2 separate regions of the Zea mays genome follow, and region 2 is linked to region 1. Evidence: chromatin contacts called from public Hi-C data. All regions are on one chromosome and are shown on one strand. The core of a region is the stretch at or near the end of the contact, and the rest is flanking DNA. Distances in the headings are between cores, read along the strand shown. Region 1 holds the start of LOC103626423. Region 2 holds the start of LOC100285952.

The links. A called contact is a pair of places that touch in the nucleus more often than the background predicts.
Region 2: a Hi-C map of ear shows a contact between it and region 1, with 2.1 times the contacts expected there. The contact joins the promoter of LOC100285952 here to the promoter of LOC103626423 in region 1. A contact is called at or near these places in 4 of 25 Hi-C or Micro-C datasets (ear, endosperm, leaf and 1 more).

What each region holds. Positions count from the first base shown.
Region 1 is chr5:60,645,852-60,651,866 of Zm-B73-REFERENCE-NAM-5.0, reverse strand. It overlaps LOC103626423, which reads left to right and starts at 3,950. Exons shown (of 10, transcript XM_023300127.2): 1 at 3,950-5,595. The coding sequence starts at 5,505.
Region 2 is chr5:60,872,252-60,878,758 of Zm-B73-REFERENCE-NAM-5.0, reverse strand. It overlaps LOC100285952, which reads right to left and starts at 3,922. Exons shown (of 11, transcript NM_001158841.2): 1 at 3,433-3,922; 2 at 2,090-2,498; 3 at 1,803-1,930; 4 at 1,664-1,723; 5 at 1,237-1,386; 6 at 619-774; 7 at 362-499; 8 at 189-262. The coding sequence starts at 3,654.

The DNA.
Region 1 (6,015 bases), core at 2,701-5,200:
TGGTGCTCAAGTTGTACAAGCACTCCCCGGACCTCAAAAGTCCATGTGTGAGTGATGCACATATTTAGGGGGAGATGTGCTACAACTTGACCCATTGAGACTAACCGTGTGCTTGAGTTTCCTTGATTTAGTCTCAAAGGTGGATTGAAAGGGAAAGGTGAACTTGAACCATGCAAGACTTCCACTGCACTCCGATGAGAGGGTAACTCACTCCAAGTTCATCTCCATACTCTTATTGCCTTTTATTCTTATTTGAAGATTTTGGTGATGCAATGGGGTTTAAGGGCCAAAAATGATCCCGTTTTGGTGCTTGATGCCAAAGGGGGAGAAATTAAGGCCAAAGCATGAAATGGATCAGCTACCACTTGAGAATTTTGAAAATCGTAGAGTTAGAGCTTTTGTTTTGTAAAAATACTCTTATGGTCTCTTATTGTCAAAAATTGGTCTCTTGTGGGGAGAATGTTTGATTATGGGAAAAAGGGGGAGTTTTTTTGAATCTTTGATCAATTTCTCTTGGAATACCTCTCTCTATGCCTCAACAAGTGAATTTGACTTATAGATAGGAAATTGAGTTTGATTTGCAAAAACAAACCAAGTGGTGGCAAAGAATGATCCAAATATGCCAAATTTGAATCAAAACAAATTTGTGTACTCATTCGCATTGATGTTGCACTTCTTTTAGTTGCTTTTTGTTGTGTTGGCATAAATCACCAAAAAGGGGAGATTGAAAGGGAAATGTGCCCTTGGGCCATTTCTAAGTATTTTGGTGATCATGTGCCAACACAAATGGTTTAAGTATGAAACTATGTCAAATGGTGTAAGAAGTGCAAATCAATACAAAGGTATGATTATAGACTTAGTACATTGGTTTTTGTGTACTAACATATTTGTCTAAGTGCTAGAATCAGAGAAAAGACAAAAGGAAAAAGAGTTGGCTGTGTACAACCAACTGCTGTTCAGTCTGGGTGCACCGGACTGTCTGGTGGTGCACCGGACAGTGTCCGGTGCGCCAGGCTGGCTCTGGTGAAAAGGCCACTCTCGGGATTTCGTCGGCGGCGTACGGTTAAAAATCACCGGACTGTCCGGTGGTGCACCGGACTGTCCGTGAGCCAACGGTCGGTCGCGCAATCCGCGCGTGATGCGTGGCCGGGCCAATAGTCTGATGGGGGCACCGAACTGTCCGGTGTGCACCGGACAGTGTCCGGTGCGCCAACGGCTCCAAATCTTCAACGGTCGGCTGCGCCAGAATAGGAAAGAAATCAACACCGGACAGTGTCCGGTGGTGCACCGGACTGTTCGGTGCACCACCCGACAGAAGGCAAGGATAGCCTTCCTGGATTGCTCTCCAACGGCTCCTAGCTGCCTTGGGGCTATAAAAGGGACCCCTAGGCGCATGGAGGAGACAACCAAGCATACTCTAAGCATTCTTGATCATTCACACTCCGTCTTTGCGCACTTGATTGGCATTCTTAGTGATTTGAGCTCCGTTCTAGTGGTGAACCTTGTGTTATTCATTTGAGCTCAAGTCTTGGTTGTGTGTGTGCGTATTGCTGTGGATTTGTGTGTGTTGCTTCCCTCCCTTACTCTAGTGCTTTCACTTTGATCCTAATTGTAAGGGCGAGAGACTCCAAATTGTGGAGATTCCCCGCAAACGGGAAAGAGTAAAGAAAGAAGAACATCGTGGTATTCAAGTTGATCATTGGATCACTTGAGAGGAGTTGAGTGCAACTCTCGTCCATTAGGACGCCACAACGTGGAGTAGGCAAGTGTTATACTTGGCCGAACCACGGGATAAATCATCGTGTCTCTTGTGTTTGTTCTCTCTGTGTCTATTGTGTTTCACAAGAGCTTAGTTCTTAGCCACTTGATTTAAATTGTGCTAACACTTAATCAAGTTTGTGGCTTTAAGTTTTAAGTTTTTACAGGATCACCTATTCCCCCTCCTGTAGGTGCTCTCACCTTGTGGCACACCGGACAGTCCGGTGCGACCTGACTGTCGCAGGCTGTCTCTGACCTTCTGACGCTTCAGACTGTTGTGGGAGTCGACCGTCGCTCGTGGGCTCACCGGACAGTCCAGTGACACACTGGACAATCCGATGATTTTTAGCCGAGGAGCGCTGCGTTTTCCCGAGAGCGGCCAGTTCGCTGGGCGCGCCAGCCTGGGCACCGGACAGTCCTGTGCACCACGTGTTGGTGCAAGTCTGATTTACTCCATATTTATATAATTGGCCCAAGGGTTATTTTCCTTGTATGTGTATGTGAACTTTATGCATCTGAGGAAATATTAACTAGGCAAACTAGTTAGTCCATAAGGTTTGTGATGGTCGTCAAACACCAGAATCGATTATAGGAAATGTTTGAGGCCATTTCCCTTTCACTGTGGTAGCACAAGTGTCCACCTTACGTTCTTAATAGTACATGTGGTCTGGTGGTGGCTACGTGGCCGCTGGGGTCCATAGGACAGTGGTCGAGAGCGTGGTGAGTGTGGGGCCAACAGGGCATGACACCGAGGCAGGGGCATGGAGCGGGTCCAGTGTGTCAGCGCGGGGTGAGGACGTGGTAGCACAGGTGCCCACCTTACGTTCTTAATAGTAGTAGGGATATGTGATATAATATAATTCGGTATCTACCCTTGGATAGAACAAATATCAAGCCAACTCTTCTCGACTCATTAAGGAACGGAGCCAGAGACTCAGTTCGACTCTTCTCGTTTACGAGCTCGCGAGCAAAAAGATGTGCGCGCACACACATAGAGAGATGTAATCCATTGATAATAAATTCTAGACCATTTTAACACTAGAAAAGAATAACAATACTCGGATTTTCACACACCACATCAATTCAACACCAAATTAACATAGTTTATCATTTATTAGTTCATCCAACATAGGTGGAGGGCGTGTTTTACTCACAAAAGCTAGTTCATTTGAGCTAATAAGCTGGATCGAGCTAACTTCGAGCAAAAATGTTAACTCATATCGTGACAAAAGTAAAACGAGCGAAAGGGCCTCTAGCCTAGTGGTTAAGGACTTTCGAGTAGCACCTCCAAGTCCTGGGTTCGATTCCCCTTGTGAGCGAATTTTCAGGCTTGGTTAAAAAAATCCCCTCGCTGTGCCCCATCCGCTCTCGGGTTACGATGTCTTGTGCACCACCCTCCGGTTGGGCCGTTGCAGAGTGAACAGTTGACGTCAACCCGTTAGTGATGGGGGCCAGGGTTCGGGGATTTTCTCGGCCGGGACCATTGTTTCGGTCTCTTCTTAATATAATACCGGAAGAGCGGTCTTTCCCTCCCCGACCGAGTTTTTTTTGACAAAAGTAAAACGAGCCGAGTCAAGATTAAATCGAGCTAAACACAAGCCAAACAAGCTATCGGGTCACAAATATTTTGTTCAGCCCTAGCCTTGGATGGCAGCCACCTAGATTAGGGTCCCGTTTGGTTCCTTTAGTCTAGTGACTAAAGTTTAGTTAGGAGACTAAAGTTTAGTTAGGAGACTAAAGTTTAGTCCCTACCGTGTTTGGTTCTAGTGACTAAAACTATTCAAAACATATTAAATAAATCATAAGGGGACTAAAATATCCCTTAGCATTCTCTCACCATTAGTGCAACTGAAATAAAATAGGGCCAAAAGTGAAATTTATATGGTTTAGTCCCTTTTAGTCACCCCTTGAGGGACTAGAGACTAAAATAATTTAGTCCCAATTTTAGTCCCACCGTTTGACAATTTAGTGACTAAATGAGACTAAAATAGAGGGACTATCTTTAGTCCCTCCAACTAAACGGGGTCTAGATATTTTTTCAAATCAGGCTGTATTTTTGAAATATTCGAGTTATAAATATATAAACACGAAAAAGTTACAATATTCGGCGGCACTCTGGGCCCACCGTCTAGGCCCACTCGCATGGCCTTCCTTTCTCCCCCCAATCCCCACGGCCCACGGCGCGATCTGACGGAGTAACGGGTTTGGTTGGGTTTAGGCCCATCCCGAGCTCTTTCCGTCCGCCTGTCGACAAATGGCGGGGGCGGCGTGGCGATAGACGGCGCAGCCCGCGCTTTGGACGCGGAGGCGGGCACGCCTCCCGCGTGGGCGGTGCCTCCGCCCCGGGCGCAGGCAGGCCTCGCGGTCTCGGGGTTGCGTCACCGGTGCCGCCGGTGTCCGGTTGTCGGTTTGTGCGCCTAAGGACTGCTCTATTTTTCTTTTTTTGAGTTCCAGTCCAAGCAGTGAGCGTCTGCAGGTGGATAAACCCTTAGTCTATGATTACGCGGCGCCGCAGTTTAGCTTAGCGGTTTTTGCGGTACTTTCTACCATGTGCGTTTCCACTTCGTACGCCGCTCGTTAATTTTTCGTGGATTACTGAGTTCATTTAGCATTGATATTTTTTCATCGTTTCTTCTTCTTTTGGCACCCGAGGCTTGCCGGCTGCTATGACCGACTGATGAATGCAGGTTGTTGCTAGTATGATATGGTATATACATATACAATCAGAGAACGGGCCTGGAGATTGCATTGCACCATAAGGGGGGCCAGCTCCAAAATATTACTGTAGCAGGAACCAGGAATTGCTGAAATGTACGAAATAGAATTGAATCTTCTCAGAGCTAGTTTAAGTATATAATGTCATCGCGAGACTTTTACCAAAATGGAACTGGGAATCACAGATTGGTTGTGGTCTTCTGGGCGTAAATCTCCCTAGAACTAGTAAAGACATCGCCCTCAAGGACTGGCATTTACTTTTTCCCTCTCCTGGTTTCATAGAGAAATGAAACAGGGCGGTTTTGGAGGGAGCAAAAAAAAAGTAGATTTCAATGCCATTTTGGACTGCCCATAGATATGGTATGACATATATTCGTTTCCCAGGGGTCTACTGTATTATTATTATACTAATGGCACCGAAATGGCCGCGGCTTCATTTAATGCGATGTTGTTGTCTTTTGTCCCCCATTTTCTGCATGTCATTTTGTCAACAGATTCCCACGGACATTGCTAAAACCATGTGCTGTGGCAATTACTGCCATCATAGTTTGGTACTTAGTGGTTCCTGTAATTGCATTAGCATGTCAAATTTGATGCTACAAATCGCAAACAAAGAGGAATAAATAGAACGGTAGAGGTTTGCATGTTAATATTTTACCAGTTTCCCACTAGTTTTTTTTCTTGAAAACGAATACTCCATAGCTCAGAGAGTATGGCACCCTGAAAGCAACATGGTTGCAAGCTTTTGCATAGAAAAATAGTTTTGACTTTGGATGCTGATGTATTGCTTGAGTTACCATATCTCTTGGCTTTACTAACTTCTTTGTGCAGTTGTGCATCAGTCCAAATACAGGTCAACTTACCATTGAAACAAGCGATTCCACACATTTTAAAGCCCTGTCTTTTTCTTCATTTATATATTATATAAAGAGTGCTTACCTCTGACCCACTACGAAGGTCTCACACCAGAACCAGATTATACATCCTTAACAAATACTCAAAGTTTGTCGTCAAAATACCTTGATGACAGAATGATGGAAAGGCTTTCAGCGCTGGTTCTTGATGGTGACCCAGCGTCCTTGTCGACCATCTCTGAGACGCTTGCAAAGTTCAACTTCAGAGGTGCATGCGGATCTTGAACCATTCCATTTTGGAACCCCTCTTCCTTTCTGCATTTTTTTCTAAAAAAATGAAGTGTGTTCTAGAGGGAAAAAGGAAGTCAACAGGCACAGTATTCATTTCAAGCAATCTGAAATCTTTAAAACTGAGAACCTGTATATCAAATTAACTCATCCCTATTATTTTCCCTGGAAAAGAATTTCTATATATGTTAGTTGTGGTATCATATTTGCAGTCTGTATGAATTCTGAAGCTGATGGGGTGAAAACATGTTGACCTAGATCTATTTTGACAATACTTAAAGTATTCCTTCTCTTGACAAAGAAGTAGAGGAATTCAGATCCTCTGCCCTAAAAATCAATCTACACCTACTATATGATATTCAAGGGGCTTCTGTAGCATATTTTGTTTCAAGGATGTTTG
Region 2 (6,507 bases), core at 2,673-5,172, 230 kb before region 1:
AAATGTACAGTAGGTAGGAAGATTTGATCTATTCGGTCATACTGAATGACAAGCGACTCGACAAAGAATGAGTAGGATGCAAGTAAAACACAAAGTGTGTAGTGAACCTTGTTTGATGTTGAAGCTAACTATTCCCATTGTATGGCAGTAAAACCGTAGGAGGAAAAAAAAATAATGTAACACTGCACCTTGGATAGAGGAAGCTAATCTGTTCTCCGCCTTTCATGTACTCCTCCAGCATCTGTGGATGATACTCCAAAATCTGCTCGCGTATTATAGACAAATAATAATAATTCTCAAGCACGGTGACTACACTTGTTTACACAAACAGGAAAATAGATTAGAAGCTATTGCTCATTACCTCTCGATAGATCAGTTCTCTAACATCATCTTTGGCCAGCTTCTTTCTTTCAAATTCAAACTCAAGTTTAGAAATCGGGTGTCTTGATGGCTCACGTTCCACATTAGCAAGGGATGCAAAGTATGGATCAGCTAGAGCCTGAAGTACGATAAGATAATAATATAATGTCAAAAATGCATATATATATACGTGTGACATCTTTTTATGGAAAGCAGATCTAATGAAAGAAAAAGAAAACATATTTTAATTGAGTTCACCTCTTCTGCACTAGGCCGGTCTTTAGGATCAAATGCAAGCAAACGCTCTAGAAGACGAAGAGCCAAAGGATCAGCATGTCGAAATTTATGAGTAAAGGGCACGGGATATTTTTTCCGCATGCAGCTCAAATATCTCCTGGCCTTCTCATTTCGAATCTGCAAAGACCGTAGACAACATTATGGATGTTTTCTCCGCATGTGGAATCTCTAGAAGGAGCAGACATCACAAAATAAACAAATAAATGGGGCCTGAAGGAAATATTTCAGTGGCTTGCAATGGACTTTGTTGATAAAATGGTGCATTAATATTATATTCGCATAGATCCTTTGCTTAGGGACTGTTTGGATACACGCACTAATTGGGGCTGAAAAATAAAAATAGCTCAAATTACCTATGGTTGGATAGCTAGTTGGCTAACAACTAGTTCAAGATTTGGCTAAAAAAATAGTCCATCTATTAGCTCTTTTGTTGGGATGCACTAGAGCTATTTTTAGCTACCTAGTGATTAGCTCTTGTATCCAAACAGGCCCAGAGTCTTGTTAGAAAACATTAGCTACTTTAATGATATATTACGAGGTTTGGGCAACAGTGACACAGAAAAAATTGAGATGTAGTACCCGGGATAAGGTCTCAGATGATGGAGTCCCAAGAAGATCTGTTATAATATCTAATTGGTGTACAACATTCTTCCCAGGAAATAGTGGCCTTCCAGTGAGAAGTTCAGCAAATATGCACCCAATGCTCCAAATATCAATTGCAGGAGTGTACTGCATGTGAATAAAAACGTGTCAGAATTCGGATAGCTGTAACATAAGGCTTTTGGAACATAATCTTGTCTATACACCTCAGTTTTCAGCACAGATTACTACAAGAAAATAAAGAATACATAATTGCAGGAGTATACTACAAGAATATTCACTACAAGGGAAATATGATGCACTACACAATTGACCACTTCATGCATTAGGAACTTCAATATGCACGTGCATACATAGTGCTCTAACAATATTAACTTTGATGTCATTCAAGAGAAGGAGACATTACTTTGGAGAAAAAGGAACCACATAGTTCAGGTGCCCGGTACCACCTTGTTGCCACATAGTCCTTCAAACAGAAAAGCAGAAGCACATTAAAAACGGGAAAGTGGAACATGAATGCTTCCATAAAATGGCAAGCGTCTTACTGTCCAAAATATAGCTGAAGGGGCATCATTGAATGATGCACGGGCAAGTCCAAAGTCACATATTTTCAGTTTGCAGTCCGAGTTAGCCAGTATATTCTTGGGCTTTAGATCACGATGGAATACATTAGCTGCACCAATATAGACCGCAAGGAGCACATTATCATAATATATCATAACAACAAACTAGATAACCATGAGCAGATGAACCACAACAGTCTGACAAATATATAAACTGCCTTGGTACATGGGATAGGTACCATGTGGTTGGTACTAGCTAATATACTTACCGGCATGTATGTACTTGAGAGCTCGAAGAAGTTGGTACAGGAAAAACTGGTGATGTTCAGGGGTGAGGTCATCATTCGCCCTGATCACTTGATGGAGATCCGACTCCATGAGCTCAAAAACAACATAGATGTCTTGGAACTCCCTCCGAGAAGGAGGGAGCATGATGTGCTTAATCTCGACTATGTCTGGGTGACGAAGCAACCGGAGGAGCTTGATCTCCCGCAGTATGCGTGTGGCATCCGAGACGTGCTCAAACACATCATTGATCTTCTTGATAGCAACCCGCTCACCGGTGCGGGTGTCCACAGCTGCAGCAACTACTCCGTAGCTCCCTTTACCAATGACTTCTTGGATCTGGTACTGGCTTGCCTCTCCGTACTCTGTGAAGAACTCCATTTCTACTGAGTTCTGTAAGACCGCAATTTCAAGTACATATTGAAGTTAACCAGAGATATACAGAATGATGAGTATCCAAGGAATGACTTGTTACAAAATACCTGTAGTGAAACAACCTATGGCTAACTGAACAGTAGTGTATCCTATCGCTGAGAGATGTTCGTCAGCAAATCAAATGGAATGGCCGCATGACATGCATCTACAAGTTTATAAAGCTAGGATCTTTCCCCTGGGCCATGACCGACCAACTAAAAATTGACTTTTCACTAAAGACGCGGTCAGCTAATTCAGTAGGAACACACGCGAGGACAAGACTTTTTCTCATTGAGCTAGTCGAATCCCTAACAGCAACAGGCAAAGGAAAACTGGAGGTACAGGTGCAGATCAAGTCTACCTCATTGAAGCCGAGCCGGTGCCCTGGTCAGCTGATCAGATTATCAAAAACACAAGTGGGCAACTTAGAGAAGATTTCCCCACAGGATCAGTATAACGCGGACGATGCCAGCAATTGCCGAGATATAGAGCTAATAACTGAAGTTTGACGGCGCAAGACGAGAGCACCATACTACTATTACAGTAAGTAGGAGCATATATATACGATTATTTCATAAGCTGGGAAATCGGAGTAAAGGCAGCACCGATCAGATCGAAAATAGAAAAGCATCACCCGCACAGCTCCCCAATGCATACGCGGAAGGAAACGAGGCAGTCACTCTCCTGCCCTCCTACAGCTACAGTCCTACTACATGGCAAGAAATTGCACGGCACGCGAGCAGCCAGATCCCAAGAAAATCCGACCTTGGCAAGAGATTTCCCGTGACCCGCGGGTCAAGGAGCAGCAGGAGGAAGGCAGAGTCGTCCGCCCGCCCCCACCCAGTCCACAGTCCACAGAAGCGAGCGAGCGAGCAAGGCAAGGCAACGGAGGCGGGTCCAGTCGGTCGCTCACCTTCCTGTGGCTCTCGACGGGCAGCGGCATCTTGCGCTTGGGCACGCGGATGGCGCGGAGGCCGAGGAGATCCGGGTCCTCGATGACCTCGAGATCGGATGAGCCGTCGTCCGCTTCCCCCTCGCCGGCGAGGGACGACTGGTTGGAGTTGGAGGTGGAGCCTTCGCTCCGGCGGTGGAACCAGCGGCGGAAGCCGTGCACGATCGCGCCCCCTCCGCCCATGCTCCTAGCCCTGCGCGCCCGACGGCATTGGCTGCCCGCCCGCCCGCCCGCTTAACTATATACACACCACACGTCCACCCGCTCCAAGCAAGCTCCTCCTCTCCACTCCTCCCTTCGGTTTTCTGTCCTTACTCGCGGACGCTTGCTTCCCTTCCCCGACGTGCTACTCCCACCCGGGCCAAGTCCAAGGGGGGAAGCCCCCGAGTCGTCGGCGCCGTGGGGATGGGGACTGGATTGACGGATTGAAGAACGGAAAATGATGGGCGTGATGGGAATGAGCGGGATCTTGTTATACCAGTTGGGATTGGATGGACGGCTTTCTTCTAATTTGTAGAGAAAAGAAAAATCTAGATAAAACAGTGACGTCATCGTGAGTGGCTCCCCTGCTTGATAATATATAAAAACAGTTATTTTAGCACCTTATATAAGCTAATAATAAGCTTTGCCAAATCAGTCATATAAGCTAATGGGCTGCTGGCCACGCGTTGCTTGTTGCAGGAGGCGAGAGCATCGCCTACTCCACCAGGCCATGGCCAGCTGTGGCTGCAACCGCGTCGTCGTGGATGAATGGATCGCTCAACTTGCACCGTTGCCCGGATGAATGGATGTCTCAGACATCCCACAGGCCACAGCATGTGCAGAAAGAGAGACCGAATGTGCCGCGTCACAGGCTTTGGTTGGGAGCGTGCGTGACAGCGAGAACCGAACCTGCTGGCTGTAAAAGGACCTGGTCAGCGAGATTCTCTACTCTATTCTACAATCTTCCGCAATCATATTTACTCTAAATCTCTACCCTATACCAACTACCATATATTCTATTTTTTCATCTCTCCTGTCCCCACTCAACCCACACTCAACTGTCAGCCAACCAATGGAAATAGGAGAGAGATTATGCAGTTGGGGGGAAACGTGCGCTGACTGTGGGGTTCGGAAAACTTACAGTGCTCTTTTCAGTCACCCGTTGTAGCAACTCTGAGCGCTATATGATACTGTAAATATTTGAGGTTGAGTTTTACCGTCACCACTGCGGATAGCCTAATCACCGGGCTCGGTCAGCAGTCGCCCGGATCGGATGAGCGGCGAGTTATTATTAGGGCATATATGTTGGTGATTTATTTTCGATTGCTTCATGGCATAAAAAAAGTAACACAAGTTCGATGGATATACTCTTCAGGATAATCATATGGGAGAAGAAACGAAGGTGACGGAATTGTTACAATATATTGTGTACTCGTGATAAATCCTTTCTCCCTAACGGTTATTTCCAAGGGACACACCCCTTAGGAGATACTGTTTAGACTTGTATAAGAGAATCCTCTCTGCAATAAAGGAAGATAACTGTCATTTGTACTATCTCTCAGTCTCGTTACCACTGCGCTCTAACACATTATCAGCATTGTGCTCGCGAGATCACAGAAGAATGAGAGATCGGTTTCAGGCAATTTTGATCTGTTCAGACAGGACGACATGGCGATGATGTCCGTGAACGCTTTATCTGTTGCTACTCTAGGCATCATTTCTTGCTTTGATTGATGGTGTGTCTTGTCTAGCACTATGGATCTACAACAATTCTGTAAGCATTAAAACATAGCACATTTTTAAGTCGAAACTTAACGGTCGTCATGCAAAATAAGGTTGCATTTTTTGAAAAGGCATAGGGTGATGGAGTCCTAAGCACTGGCTGCGCTAAATTCTTTATAAAGTTTAGTAGCCCAGAGACCGTGTTTTAGGCCGCATTTGAAATGCCTATCACTATGAGATCTACATCTTTCGAGATGATTACCTATATGTGCTACCCAAAAAGATCACGGACCACGCAGGCGTCGCGGGCTATGGAGCCAGGCTAGACGCTGCAGTCATAATGACAACTAAAAGAATTCTTTTAATTAAGTACTACTTAATTAAATGATGAATTCTTGCAAAATATGATACATATATATTTAACTTGGGATTATTCAACACATGATGGAGATCTAGGCTTTGGCCGCAATAAGTTCTTGGAATTTATTTGCCCTGAGACAAGCTTTTAGACAGCAAAAGGTTATTTGCCCATCAATAAGAGGTCTACATCATAAAGATGGTGATGATTACCTATATGTGTTTTCCCAAGTAGATATGTTGGAGATGTGATGTTGGTTATTCACCTTTATGGTGATTACCATTTTATTTTTGAAATTTTGGTCAAGCACAGGGTAGTGGAGTCCTAAGCATTGGTTGCGGTATGTTCTTTGAATATATCAGCCCTGAGACCATACTTTCAGGCAACAAAAGTTTTGCCCACTACTGGGAGATCTACTCCATTATTTCATGACATGGAGATTATCTACGTTGTGTCCACCAATTTTTCAAAAATCTGTTGGTACACTTTAAGTGATACCAGAATTTCTCCAACATATGAATATATGATATATTTTGCGACAAGATAAAATGGTTAAGCCATTTGAAGGATAATAATTTAATAGAGTTTGATGAACTCGCCTGATGGGCTTAATTATCCTTAATGTTCATTGGATATGTTCATTTCATTTTTGCATGATATGGGAATTCACCTCTTCAATTTGGAGGAAATGAGATGCTCTCTTTCTCTTACTGTTCTTATGAAAAGAACTTATGAAATCCCAATAGATGCATATTACTCATGAAAGCTAAGATATGAAGTGTACTTCAATCTTCCATCTGACATGATAACAGTGGTTAGTTGTGTAAATCGTGATTTGGACTAATCATGTAACAACACTTCATTTTCTAAGAGAAGACCACTTTGTTAGATGATTTGCTTTTGATGGATATTTAAATGATGCATGAGATTTGGTATAATCTCATAATGATGTTGTGATAGGTTCAACTCATGCG